Linked DNA regions of Rattus norvegicus: region 1 is linked to region 2. Evidence: chromatin contacts called from public Hi-C data. All regions are on one chromosome and are shown on one strand. The core of a region is the stretch at or near the end of the contact, and the rest is flanking DNA. Distances in the headings are between cores, read along the strand shown. Region 1 has its middle 120 kb from the start of Parp11. Region 2 holds the start of Ccnd2 (cyclin D2).

Region 1 (6,523 bases), core at 244-2,743, 190 kb before region 2:
TTTTCTGAAAATAACTTCAATTTAATATTTATCACATGCTAGGAACTGGGGGGGTGGGGGGAATGACACAAAACAAACGAGTAGTGGCCCCTGTCCTGCCTAACAGAAGAAACTACAATTGTGGTTTAGGGTATATGTGTGCCTGAGAATCTCGGGGCACCATGGAAATGACAGCAATGACCTACAGAAAATTATGGCACAGAGACAATGGGCCATTTCTGCAGAGATCTGGAAAATGGACAAAGGAGGAGACGTGGTGTGTCTAAGGGATGGGACAGGTGGTACAAAAAAACTAGAGGCCGGCAGAAGGAATATGAAGCTATCCTGCACAGCTGGACAGAGGGAAGGCTGGAAGGGAAGAGAGGACCCTCTGTTTTGAGTCAATGGCCAGATGCCATATGCACTTGGGCTGTTCCGCGGGAAACCAGGACTGAGAAACTAGACTCTAACCTCAGCGTTCCTCTCATACTCCAGATAAGAACCAACGGTCTTTGAGCCAGGGATTGGGAAGAGGGTCGGTCTACATATCTCGTTTTAGAGATGAACAAACGGGACTGGGAGCTCAAGGTCTGCAGTGGCCCACTTGCTTGGCATGCAGGGGACCCTGGGTTTGATCCCCAGAACTGCATAAAACCAAGTGTGACTGTATACTCCCACAATCCCAGCACCGGGAAGGTGGAGGCTGGAAGATCAGGAGTTTTAGGTCATCCTCAGCGGATTTAAGGCCAGCCTGGGATACACGAGACACTGTCTCAAAAGCAACAACAACCCCAAACAAACAACAAACAAAAACAAACACAGAGCAGAAAGTATATTTAGGTTGACAGAAGACAAGAGCTACAGTTGTGCTTGACAGTTCTGCTCATGCCTGTAATCTTTCTAGCACTCCCACTCTAGAGGCTGGGGGCAAAAAGACCCCTCACAAGTTCTAAGCCTCCCTGAGCTATGTGGTGAATTCTTGGCCAGCCAAGACTACAGTAGAGAACAACCTTGTCTCAACTGAAGAGGGCATGCTGATTCGTGGATCTGGTGGTGGCTAGGCCAGAACCCTTTCACTTCTTAGGAGTGTTGCCCTGGCCGGCTTGCCCTCTGCTGGGGTCGTGGGATGTAACGGAATGACTAATGGATGCAGGACTTGCAAGCATCCTGACAGCAGAGGGGTCGCCCAGGCCGGGCCCCCTGGAAGCATAGGGCGGCAGCCCAGGAATGCACCCCAGCCGGCCTGAAGCCTGCACTCTCCCAGGCCCCACAACAGGCTCCCGGGTGGGTAGGTGGCTCCGCCTTGGATCTTTGGCTTCCCCTCGCAGGCCTTACCTGCCTAAACAAACAGCCTGGGCCTCCCACCCGCTGCACGCCCGCCCCCGGGACAGGAAACAAGCGGTGACAGCTCCCGGCCCGCGCCTGCCGCCGACCCGCAGCCCGGTTAGCAACCGGGCGCCGCGGCGCTGCGATTGGCTGAGCGCGGCCCAAGAGGCGCCCCGCCGCTCCAATGGGCGGCCGCCGGAGGCCGCGGGGAGCGAGGTTTTACATGCCTGTGGTATTTGCTCAGAGGGGCATGACCACTTTGGGCAAGTCTTTAAATGTGAGTCAGCTTTCGGCTGATCCCTGGGAAAAATTCCTTCGGTGTTGTCAGGCAGGGTTCGCTAGCTGTAGCTTTTTTTTTTCCGCCCCCAACAATTCAAAAGGGATAATCCTACTGAATGGGGAAAGGCATTCGGACCCTGTCCCGGGCTCAACAACCAGAGGCCCCTTCAACTCTGGGGTGGGGCCTCTCCTCGGAGCTGGTTTCTGCAGGGTCAAGACCCTCTTGCCCCCCTCCCCGCCCCCATCGGTGCCCCATCCCGTCTTCAGCAATGCACACAAGGGCCAAGGGGCACCCAGGCCTCAGGGGACACAGCGCCTAAGACAGTAGGAAGGCGCGATTCCCAGGGACTGCCTCTTGCCCTTCTCAAGGCGATTCCAGGCTTGAGGGGTGGTCACTTAACCACCCCTCTAAGCTTAGATTCCTCTTTGGCAAAGCAAAAAACTTATGCTAGTCTGGTCTTTGCAGCTTGTTTGGGCAAGCCCTTTTTGCATTCTTGGCCTCAGTTTCCAATGAAGAGGGTCAAGTTTATGGGGGAAGCGTCCCTAAACATCCTTCCAGTTCTACACATGCACCTCGCATGCGGGAGCTTGGGGTCCACACGGCCCAGTTTCTCAGTGCATGACTGCGTAGATGCCACGTGTCATCTCAGAGACACCCAGCAGCCGGGTGTGGAGGGGGTGGGAGCCACAAAAAAAAAAAAAAAAAAAAAAAAACAAACAAAAAAAAAAAAAAACTAAGGGCTGAAGGAAATAATCAGGCACTTGAGGATTTACGTGTAATTTGGTTTTAAATGAACATCTTGTGCAGAAGAAGAGGCAATTTGGCACCTGCTGCTGGTGAGTTAATAGCTTAGGCACTTGGTAACAGCCACAATACTGCGAAGAGACCATTAATGTATATGGCATGTGGCAGAGCGTGATGGGCAGGGCTGATGGCTTGGGAAGCCTCTCTCTGAAGACAAGGCAGGCAGCAGGGCTTCGCCTGGTTTAGGGGGCTCTGCAATCTGGGTGCAGTGCAGCCCTCAGAGCCTTAGCTCCCACTAGGTGCTTCTATGGGTGACCAGCATGGTTGCCATAAAAAAGCTCTGTGCTCTGCTGCTAATCAGGCGTGACCATGGGCAAGTCATTGGCCTGCCTTGGTCTCTTTTCCCTGGCTATCAAGATGTGTTAAGCAAATTGCCTTTCCCTGATCTCCATGATTAAATGGAACAATATACACATCATTACTTTAGAGCTGCAGAACACTGGGATCTTTGGGCTGTTATTTTTTGTTGAAGTGTTTGTTTGTTACAACATGCATTCATTCATTCATTCATTCATTCATTCATTCATTCATTCATTCATTTGAGATGCTGCACATGGCAGTCAGAAAACAACTTGTGGGAGGCTTTTCTCTCTTTCCAGAGCTCTGGAACTTGAGCTAAGGTCATCACGCCTGGCAGCCAGTACCTTTACTCACCGACTCATCTTTACCAGCCATTAAGTAGATGAAGGTAACGAACTGTTCATCAAGTTTCTTGGATAGGTAGAAGTTGGGTGTCTGTTGCCCGCCAGCCCAGACTGCCACAGGCACTTGCTTGGTGACAAGGTTTTGTCATTGGTCTGGGAATCAGTATTGTTTCCTTCATTCCCTCATGTGAGTACCTACCCTGCCTTGGCAGCCTCAGCGGGCCACCATTCTCCATTTCTCCACCTCGGCTAGCTCCTTCCAACGGATTGTGCTGCGCCTTGGACAAGCTCACAGACCTTGGTAATGAGACTGTCTGTCTAAAAGAAAATAAAGACAAACCAGACCCGGTCGTTTTTTCCTGCCTCCTTCAGAACTCCCCATTCTGTGAGGCGTTCTGAGCTTTACTGAAACAGGAGAAAGGGGGACAAGCTGACAAGAAGAAAGGGCCATAATCACAAAGGAAAGGGTTATTTTTTTTTAAATTCCTTTGGCTGGGGAGGTGGTTCAGTTGGTAAAGTATAAGTATCAGGACCCGAGTTCAGATCTTTAGCACCCTGGTAAAAAGCTAGCATTTGTAATTACAGCTGAGACAGGAGGATCCCCAAAACTTGCAGACCAGTCCGATTAATCAAATCAATAAACTGCAGTTCCAGTTCCTTGCCTCAAAAAATAAGCTGGAGGAGAGCAATGGAGGAAGATACCCAACCTCAATCGACCTTTGACCTCCGTGTTCATTTGCATGTTTTCATTCCTACCCCCACCCCAAACACCACTCTGAAGCAGGGCCAGGCAGTCATTCTGTGCTACAATTAAAAAGAGAGAGAAATTAAAAAAAAAAAAATTCCTGAAGACTGTGGCAGCATAGTGAAGTTTGTTTCTGCGGGGGCACACAAAATAGCTTTCAGAGGAATGGTGTCTGGGATGCTATACAAGGAAAGAGAGGTTTTCTGTCGCATGTGCAGGCTAGGAAGAAGGACAGACACAGTAGTCAGGTGCCAGATGTGTCAATAGCTCAGGTGATTGGCCAGACTGAAGCCGAATGGGATGACTTATTGTGATAAAGACATTGGACCTCGGGGTTGGGGATTTAGCTCAGTGGTAGAGCACTTGCCTAGCAATCGCAAGGCCCTGGGTTCAGTCCCCAGCTCCGGAAAAAAGAAAAAAAAAGACATTGGACCTCATGTAGAGGGAGTAGAGAGCAGCTAGAATTGTTGGGGGAATCAGCAGTGAAGAATGTTGCCTTTCAAACTTTGGGTTGCAGAGTGAGAGTCATTAACATTGAAAACTAGAATGGGTGACTACAGAATGGAACAGAAGACCTCAGAGTACATGGATGCGTATGCTTTGCAAAATATGTGTGCTTATATGATTGATTGTGCGCGTTCTAGGTCGTGATGTGTGATGGACTTGCTAGAGTCTTGCCTAACAATCTTCAGAAGTCTTCTCTCTGCCTTTGCATATCTTTCAGGCTGAATCAGGAAGGATGGGTAGAGAGGAAGTTATAGGAGTGTCGAGCAAACAAGGCAGATCGGTGACTTGGTCCCTTCCAAGGTCTGCTGCAGCCCCACACAGCTCTAGAGCGATTCGTGACACCATGACTTAAATATGATAGTCGTTTCCTATTATTCCGGCAGAACATCATGCAATTACTGTGGTCTGAGTTTTGGTGTAGTGTATGCCACTGGCTTCTAAGCATCATAATGGTAGATAAGGGAGTAGCCATCCCTGCAGGTGAGTACTGACAGCCTAACATTCTCCTCCAATAGGAGAGGGCTATTGTCTAACCTCTTCTGATGGGTGCTGCCAGTGCACTCACAGACTTACCTATAGGGGAGCTTTGGGGGATAGTGTGGAAACTCCTTGCTCCAAAGCAAACACATCTCTTCTGCTGGCTTCAGAAAAGCTAGAGAGTGGCTGGCTACCACCTGCCCGGCCACATCCCTGGTGATTTAAAACAGTCTTTGCTTTTTCTGGTAGTTTTAAATGCAACTGAAGCCTGCTTACTGAACTGCCCCTTACCAGGCATGAAAAGATGTTTGACTGGGGTTAGGTAAAGTCCTGGGGGAGGGGGAGCATGAGTTCTACCACCCTTCTCAAGGAGCAGGGGCAGATTTCTTACAGTGAAGGAATGTGTGCAGGTTGAAGGAAGGACCAGGCAGAGAGGAGAGAACACTTAGGCTTCAAAGAAAGGCTACGTGGGACAACATGTGTAAGGTAACCGACATCGTACACTTTGATTCACATCGAGCACACCCACATTCTCCTCGCCTATCTGTGCCCACACCCAACCCCATGTATATAGTACAGATAGCTCCCAGTTCAGTTTACATAACCAGGGGCACAGCCTCTCAGGTACACCCCCAGAGCAAACATCCCCACGTCTGCTCTTTGGACTCCACGGAAGTGCACATCCTTCCTATAGGAGTTGGGATTTCTTTTGATTTTGGCTGGTTCCTTGCCCATAAAATAAAGAGCAGCTTACCATAGTCTGAATAACACAGTGCGGCCAAGCCCTGAGCTAGGCTTCGTGTAGAGTCAACACACTCTGATAATATTATCACTGTTTGTAGCTAAAACCTTGAGGCAAGGATACGCATGTCCAGGTTCTTGTAGATCTCGATGCCACACTTGGTTTCTGAGACACCCTGCTTTCTCCAGTTCCCCTTGGTGCACTGTCTGCCCCTCCTCCCACTCTGGCTCATGAACATCCTGATCCATCTGCTGCAGGAATCCTTGCTGGAGCTTCCCTTGTGCGCCTGTTTCACCATTTCTGTCTGGACTGGAGGTTCTGTCAGCTAACTCATCTCCCCACACGTTTTTGGAGATTGTACTTCTTCAGTCATTCGTAGGATTATCAATCGTGATCGGTGGTTCCCCCCAGGAGACTCACCTCCACTGGTTGGGGTGAGGTTGAAGATTTCAAATCTGTCCTCTAATGGGTTAGTCCTGCAGATGTTTCAAGGCACACCTGACAGCATCCTCAATCCTCTTGTCCTCAGACTGAGCATGCCCAGTTTGGTATTTGGGTGGGAATTATCAGTCACATTGGTGTCATTTGTAGGCCACATTTGAGTGACGGGGAGAACTGAGAGCACTGGCTATTTGCCAACTCAACCCCCTTCAACACTATCGAGTCTCACATTCCACCTGTGAGCTGAGAACGTTTCCATTTTATGAAAGAGAGAGAGGGGGGGAGAGAGAGAGAAAGAGAGAGAGAGAGAGAGAGAGAGAGAGAGAGAGAGAGAGAGAGAGAGAGAAACTTGTGAGGTGTAGAACTTAGGCCAAGGTCATGTATGTAGTGGGGAGTGAACAGAAGTGGTACATTAACCTTTTATCAAACAGACATGTTCTATTCTCCTGGAATGTCAGCAGGGCACGGACAATAGTGAACCTACAGTACAGTTGAGTCGTCCCTAACCAAACATGATTTTATCTCTACAGTCTCCTGTCTTGTTTGCTAGAAACATTTCCCTCCCCTTCCCTTCCCCC
Region 2 (6,481 bases), core at 2,914-5,413:
CCTAGATTTTATTGGCAAATTCACTTTTAAAGAGCAAATGCGTTTCCAGGGCTATTTTCGGCCGGGTGAGGCGTGTCCTAAAGCTGAATCAGACAGGAAGACGGGGAAGTTTGGGTCTTTAACTTTTTTTTTTTCAATCCAAGGGAGAGGTGCGATGTGGGTGAGCCGCCTGCAGGCCCTGGCTTCTGAATCCCTTCCCAGTTTATCAGTTGCCACGAGGGCTCTACCTGAGTCCGAGCCGACACCCACCCGAGGGTCGCTACCCTGCACAGCCCGGGTGACTGTGTTCACCAAGTCTGCTGTCGGGGAGGGTCCTGAGTACGCCTTTGCACTTTAAGCCGTTTGGTCCCAGTGTGGGAGCCTTCAGTCCTGGGTCCTTGCACCTACCTCCCCGAACGCTTCATTTCCCAATTCTGCCCCCTCCTCCCCTTTCTCACACTTTAAATCGGGTTTTTATGCCTTCCCCCACTCCTCTTTCCGAGCCTTTCCTCATTTAACTCTCCATCAAGCAACCATTGGGGTTTTGGAGGTTTGATTGCCTGACCACCCATTTCTCCATGAAGTAACACCAACAGTGCTCTGTTCTTCCGGGCAGCCAGGGAGGAGGCGATGACCCCCCAATCCTGGACGGGAATGTCCCTGTTCCGAGGTGACGGGATTCGAACCAGCGGCTCCCCGGGTTGGGACGTCCTCAGGGTCACCTGGCTGGCTGGTATCCGCCAGGTGAGCTTGTTAGAATGTGTGCCTAGGTGGCAGGTTCCTGCAGAAATATGCCTATAAACACCCAACACCCGGCTGCACCTTACACCTACAAGCTTTGTACAGTTTCCAACCGAAACTGCTAGACGCAGAGGGAGGAGACGGGAGGGGGCACGTCCTGGAGGGATATAAGTCCAGTAAAACTCGCATTTGGCTCAAGTCTATCACCCTACCTAGGTCCCTACCCAGTAAAGGGTCTTTCCACCTTCAGGGGTTAAAGGGGGAATTCTTATTCTTATTAACCCCCGCCTCCCCTCGCAGCAGAGCACACTCGCGCTTCCGCACACCCGAGTCCACATGGGAGGAAATAAGAACACTTGCCCCTAAGGCAGTATACCCTTTCCCGTGTAGTAGCTGGAGCACTTTTTATTTAAAAGAAGAAGAAGAAGAAAAAAAAAAAAGACAGACAGACAGAAAGACAGAAAGAAAGAAAGAAAGGTTTTAAACACGTGGTCAGAGTGGCGACCGACAGAGAAAACTCAGTCCCAACCTCTCAAGAGACAAGCTGCCAACCTCCGCACCCTCTCACGCCGCACCCCACGTGCTAGGGACGGATTCAAAGCGAGGTTCACCTTTGGGAACCCTCATTAGTAGGAGGGGGAGGAGAATGGAGGAGCTGAGGCCGAGAGCCTCTGCTGCGGGAAGCGCTCTAACTTTCCAGTCTCCAGACGTTGGGGCCTCCGTCCCGCGACCCTCTCCTCCCCTCCTCCCCGGCCCTCCCTGCCACAGGCCACCTCTCCCACCCCCAGAATCCCCTCCCCGCTGGAATTTCACTGCAAAGCCAAGAGTGGGGGATGGAAGAGGCGAGGGGCCCTCGCTGGCTCTGGGAGGACCTGCCACCCAGAATTTGTCCTCCGGGTGGGCTAGCCCCGACGACCACCCGCCTCTTCTCCGCCCCTGAGCTCCGGATGCTGTCTTCACTGGACATGAGGAGACTGCGTGGCTAGCCTTCGAGTGGTGTGGAAAGACCGTATGCCACCCCCCCCCCCAAGCTCCTCTGTTGGGGTAGATGGATACCTCAGTACATTTCTGACGCCCCGTATTTTGCGCTCCTGTGTAGGAGCGGTGTCAGATCTGCTCCTCCGAGGTGGCCTTGGGGAAGTTTTGAGTCATTTCTTTATGAAGTCTTAAAGGGTAAATTCACATATTTGTGCAGGATAACACCAAAACCTCTGTTCGGGAAGCCCATCTTGATTAAAACCAACAGGTGGTGGACAGAGAGCACTAAACAAGCATCCTCTTGGGCGCAGGACTGCTTCGTCTTAAATTTGCAACTTGGGTTTTTCAATGAGTTCCCCCCACCTCCGAAAGCTAATGGCTCCCATTGCAATTAGACATTTTCCTCGCCCGCCCCTTCCCTCCCCTTTCTTTACATGCAGTAGATTGGATACTAATTCCCGCTGCCATTGATAGGGTCCGAGGAGCCCGGGCCCCTGTGCCGGGCTAGCCCGCCCGGGTCCCTGCTCTCCCTCCGCCCTCCCCGGGTTTCCTTTTGATGTAGCGGGGAAGGCGTCCTACTGGAAAAAAAAAAAAAAAAAGTAATCTGCCCGGTAACAATCAGCGCGCAGTAGCAGGAGCCCCAGAGCTATTGGCTATGCAAATAGAGGGAGGGGAGACGGCGCCCCAAACTCTTACTCACCCTTTTAAAGTGATATCCCCTCCTCCCGCCCACCCCTTCCGCCCCACCCTCGTTTAAAGGGGCTGGCTCAGGGCCGCAGTTAATCGCTTGCACCTCGCCTTTATTGCCTCCCCTCCCCGGCCTTTCCGAGAGCCCACGGGTGTTGCTCCCACAGCATGCCAGCGCCCCCCACCCCCAGCCTCCGCTAGCCTTAGGCGTCCCTGTTGGGCCCTGGTTCTTAAGAAAGGAGGGTCTCAGTGGCCCTCTGTGTGCCCAGAGAGGTGCAACTCACGCCATGCTATCTGCACTGCACGTGCCAGCGTGGCCACCATGCGGGGGGCGCTGGGGTCCTCGCCCCTTCCTCCCCAAGTGGAATACAGTTAAAGGCAGGGTGGGAGCAGGAAGGAGGTGAGGAAACGCCAACGTGTCCCCCTCTGTAAACAGTCTTGACCACAGGATGCTTTAAAGCACATGTCAGAGCCGACCCAAAATCCAGGCGGAAAAATGAGGCGCGAACCCCCGCGGGGTCGGGGATTGAAGGGTGCAGGACTCTGGAGTCCCGGGGAGGGGGGTGCGGGGGGGAGGAGGAAGGGTGGCCATGCTGGCGCAAAGAGAGCCAAACCTAAACCCTCCCTCTCCCCCTCCCTGGCCCCTCCCGAGCCATTTCCTAGAAAGCTGTATCAGTGTGGCCACGCTCCGTGCAGACACCTAGGGCGGCTTGTCAGCAGATGCAGGGGCGAGGAAGCGGGCTTTTCCTGCGTGGCCGAGGCCCGCAGAGGAACCGCTGCTAGCCCTGCCCCCCGGCCTGCAGCGGCCCTGAGCGACTGGCCGCGTTGTCCAATGGCGCCCCCAAGAACAGGAAAGTTTCCGCACGAGGGTCATATTCTACCAGGCTTGAGAAGCACCCCTTTCCTCCAACATCCACGCCTTCCTCCTCTTCCTTTCCACGCACGTGGCTCGGGGACCGAAAAACAGCTTGAAAGTTATCAGGAGTCTAAGCCTCAGGGGAATAACCTTTGTCCCTAAGTTTGCGAAGTTGTAATTTTCTCAAATCAGCCTTCCCTTATTCTTCCTTCAGGGGTCTACTTTTACGTTATGGGAGTTCATCCACATGTTAAATCAATCTACCTGAATCTTGAATAGTGGGCTATTTTCCTGATCGTATTGCAAGCCTCCGAAGTTAAGTGCACCCCCCCCATTCCCCCATGGTATGCCTACAGAATGTCAGAAAGGATAGAGAATCAATAGGAATCCGTGGGTTTTGAGGGTTCCCCTATCCGGGGCCCCTAGCATGCGGGGCTGGATACTAGGAGAACTAGGGAGAGGGGTTGGGGGTGGGGAGCGGGGAATCGTGTTTGAAGTTTGGTCAGGCCAGCTGCTGTGCTCCTTAATAACAAGGGGGGGGGGAGAAAAGGGAAAGAGGGAGGGAAAGATTGAAAGGAGGGGAGGGACGCCAGGAGAGGGGAGGAAAGGGGGAGGAGGAACCTGAGAGGGGGAGGAGATCTAACTGCCCTTCCAGCTTGCGTCACTGCCTCAGAGAGAGGAGAGCGAGCTGAAGAGAGCGAAGCAGTTCAGAGGGAAGGATTGGTGCGAGTCAGGCAGCCCTTGAGGCTCTGCTCGCCCACCTTCCACTCTTCTCTCCCTCTCTCCCTCTCTCTTTGCCATTTCTTTCCTCTCCCAAATCTCGCATTCAGCCAAAGGAAGGAGGTAAGGGAAGCACCTCCCACCTCCAAAAAAAATAATAATAAAATTTTACAGTCGGGACCGAGTGGTGACCGGCTAGCTATGGAGCTGCTGTGCTGTGAGGTGGACCCGGTCCGCAGGGCCGTGCCGGACCGCAACCTGCTGGAAGACCGCGTCCTGCAGAACCTGTTGACTATCGAGGAGCGCTACCTCCCGCAGTGTTCCTATTTCAAGTGCGTGCAGAAGGACATCCAGCCGTACATGCGCAGGATGGTGGCTACCTGGATGCTAGAGGTAGGTGTGCGGGCGACAAACTGCGAGAGGACTACCCCTGCGCGGGCCTCCGGGAGCTCGTGCGCGAGGTAGCCCCGCACCCTTGGGCGAGACGCTAATCCTGTCCCTTGCTAGATTAACTAGTGGAGGAAAACGTGGGTGAGGCGAAGATGTCTCCCCCCCACCCCGGGGGTGGCATCCCGCGCGCGTGTGCCTGCATGTGGCTTCTTCGTCTTCCCATCCCCATTTCTGACCTGTGGTGTGGAAGGCTGCCTTCCGTGAGGGTGTTGAGACCTAACAATCCATACAAACATTTAAAGACCCCCCCCCACTTCCAAGGTTGGGGCAAACCGTCCGAGTCTTAGGTCCCCTGCGTGTGGTAAGGACTCCGCGTTGGCACTTTGGCGGGAGGTGGGGGTGGGGGAGAAACAGGGAATTCAGGAGAGCCCCGGAAGTCACACTGGAAAAAAAAAAAAAAACAAACGTGCGTTTAGGGGAATCTGAAAGAACCGCTGCTTTAGCCTCGCTTGCAATCTTTGCCGAGAGAGCAGGGTGCCCACGTATGCACAGCTCTGGACCTGCGGTGGTTTCGCCATGTTGCTTTGCAAACACCAATTACAAGGACTGGCAATATTCGCCGACTCCCCTGCCCCCCCGCACCCCACGATCCTGGGCCATCTCTTTCTGGCCGTGCCCTCTTTCCCAGCCCTCAGTTCACCAAGGTTACTTACAGTTTGGCTGCTTCTTCAGCGCGCAGATTTGGGTGGGGTAGGAAGCGGGGGAGGAGGTGTGTAGAGCGGGCTAGGGGGCACCCCCAAATGAGAAGTCAGAGTCCCGCATGCCTCCTTAAGGGGGTTCCCTGGTTTCGTCTCACCCAACCCCCAGCGGGGCACAGTCTTCCTAGCTACTGCCCTGTGGGCCGCAGCCGAACACTCTGCAAGTTTCCCCACTGTGATCCAGAGCCCCTGGGGTGGAGATACGGACCTTACGGACATCCGAAACCTCTATTCCAGCAGCCTGGAATGTCTCTGGGGTTTTCAGGTCCATAGAACGTTTCTAGACTTTTTCCTCGATTTTTAATAATTTTTTGAAACTGTCCCCCCTGCTCCGACTCCAACTGTGGCGGCTGAGGCGCGCTTCCTCCTCTTCCCTCCCCCTCTCTTCTCCACCCACCCACCAAACAGCGGCCCCTGGGCCGCCGAGACCACCCTGGATATTTTTTTCAATTGTCGGGAATGGTAGAATAGGATCTGGGGATCCGAATGAGACCAAGAAGTAGACTCTCGGAGCTTCCAGAATATTTTTATTGATTTTTTGAAAAGATGACGAAATCCAAAAAAGAGAGTGAGTTAGAATGCTGAGAAGTGAGCCAGAAGGAGCGGCAGGCGGCGGCGGCTCTGGGCTTTGCCTTGGGGTTTGTGGAGGCTTTAGTTCATCACCTTTCTCAGCCTTGTCAGAATACCCGAGCCCCAAAGGCTCTTCGGATTTACCCCAGAGTTCTCACCTTTATTCTTACTATCCTTTCTACTCTTCCCCCTCCCCCTACACACACACACACACACACACACACACACACACACAAATGCTTTTTGTTACTACGGGTTATGCCTTCCCCCCCCCCTTTCCCTCTGTTTCTGATACTATTTTTTTCACTGTCCTCTCGGACCCTATCCCACTCTGATTGTAGGTCTGTGAGGAACAGAAGTGTGAAGAAGAGGTCTTTCCTCTGGCCATGAATTACCTGGACCGTTTCTTGGCTGGAGTCCCGACTCCTAAGACCCATCTCCAGCTCCTGGGCGCTGTGTGCATGTTCCTAGCTTCCAAGCTGAAAGAGACCATCCCGCTGACTGCCGAAAAGCTGTGTATTTACACCGACAATTCTGTGAAACCCCAGGAGCTGCTGGTAATGCTGCCCTCCCTGCTCCTGACTCTGCCTTCCCCCATCATGCTCGGACCTTCACGCTACCCAACACTGTCTCCTTTAGTAGGAGAGAGCTAATCTTCCCCTGTCTGGGAAGTGAGCAAAGCTCTCAGTACCTCGTGGAAATTTGCGAGTGTGAAATTCTATTGTGAGTGAGTGGGGATTTGGGTAGAAAATTTTAGTTGATGTTTTAATTAAGGTCCAGATTTCCAATGAACCCTGAGAAC

The links. A called contact is a pair of places that touch in the nucleus more often than the background predicts.
Region 1: a Hi-C map of Schwann cells shows a contact between it and region 2, with 4 times the contacts expected there. The contact joins the enhancer-like site here to the promoter of Ccnd2 in region 2. A contact is called at or near these places in 6 of 12 Hi-C or Micro-C datasets (the A7r5 cell line, Schwann cells, frontal cortex and 3 more) and 1 of 1 datasets of contacts at active chromatin or transcription factors (oligodendrocytes).

What each region holds. Positions count from the first base shown.
Region 1 is chr4:161,862,916-161,869,438 of GRCr8, reverse strand. No RefSeq gene overlaps it. Among named protein-coding and RNA genes, the nearest start is that of Parp11, 120 kb to the left of the region's middle. Within about 2 kb of position 1,493, at least 35 of the 93 cell types and tissues checked have an H3K27ac peak or open chromatin away from gene starts, as enhancers often do. A contact at or near this core is called in the A7r5 cell line, Schwann cells and liver, where this site is marked.
Region 2 is chr4:161,673,104-161,679,584 of GRCr8, reverse strand. It overlaps Ccnd2 (cyclin D2), which reads left to right and starts at 4,163. Exons shown (of 5, transcript NM_022267.2): 1 at 4,163-4,354; 2 at 6,021-6,236. The coding sequence starts at 4,163.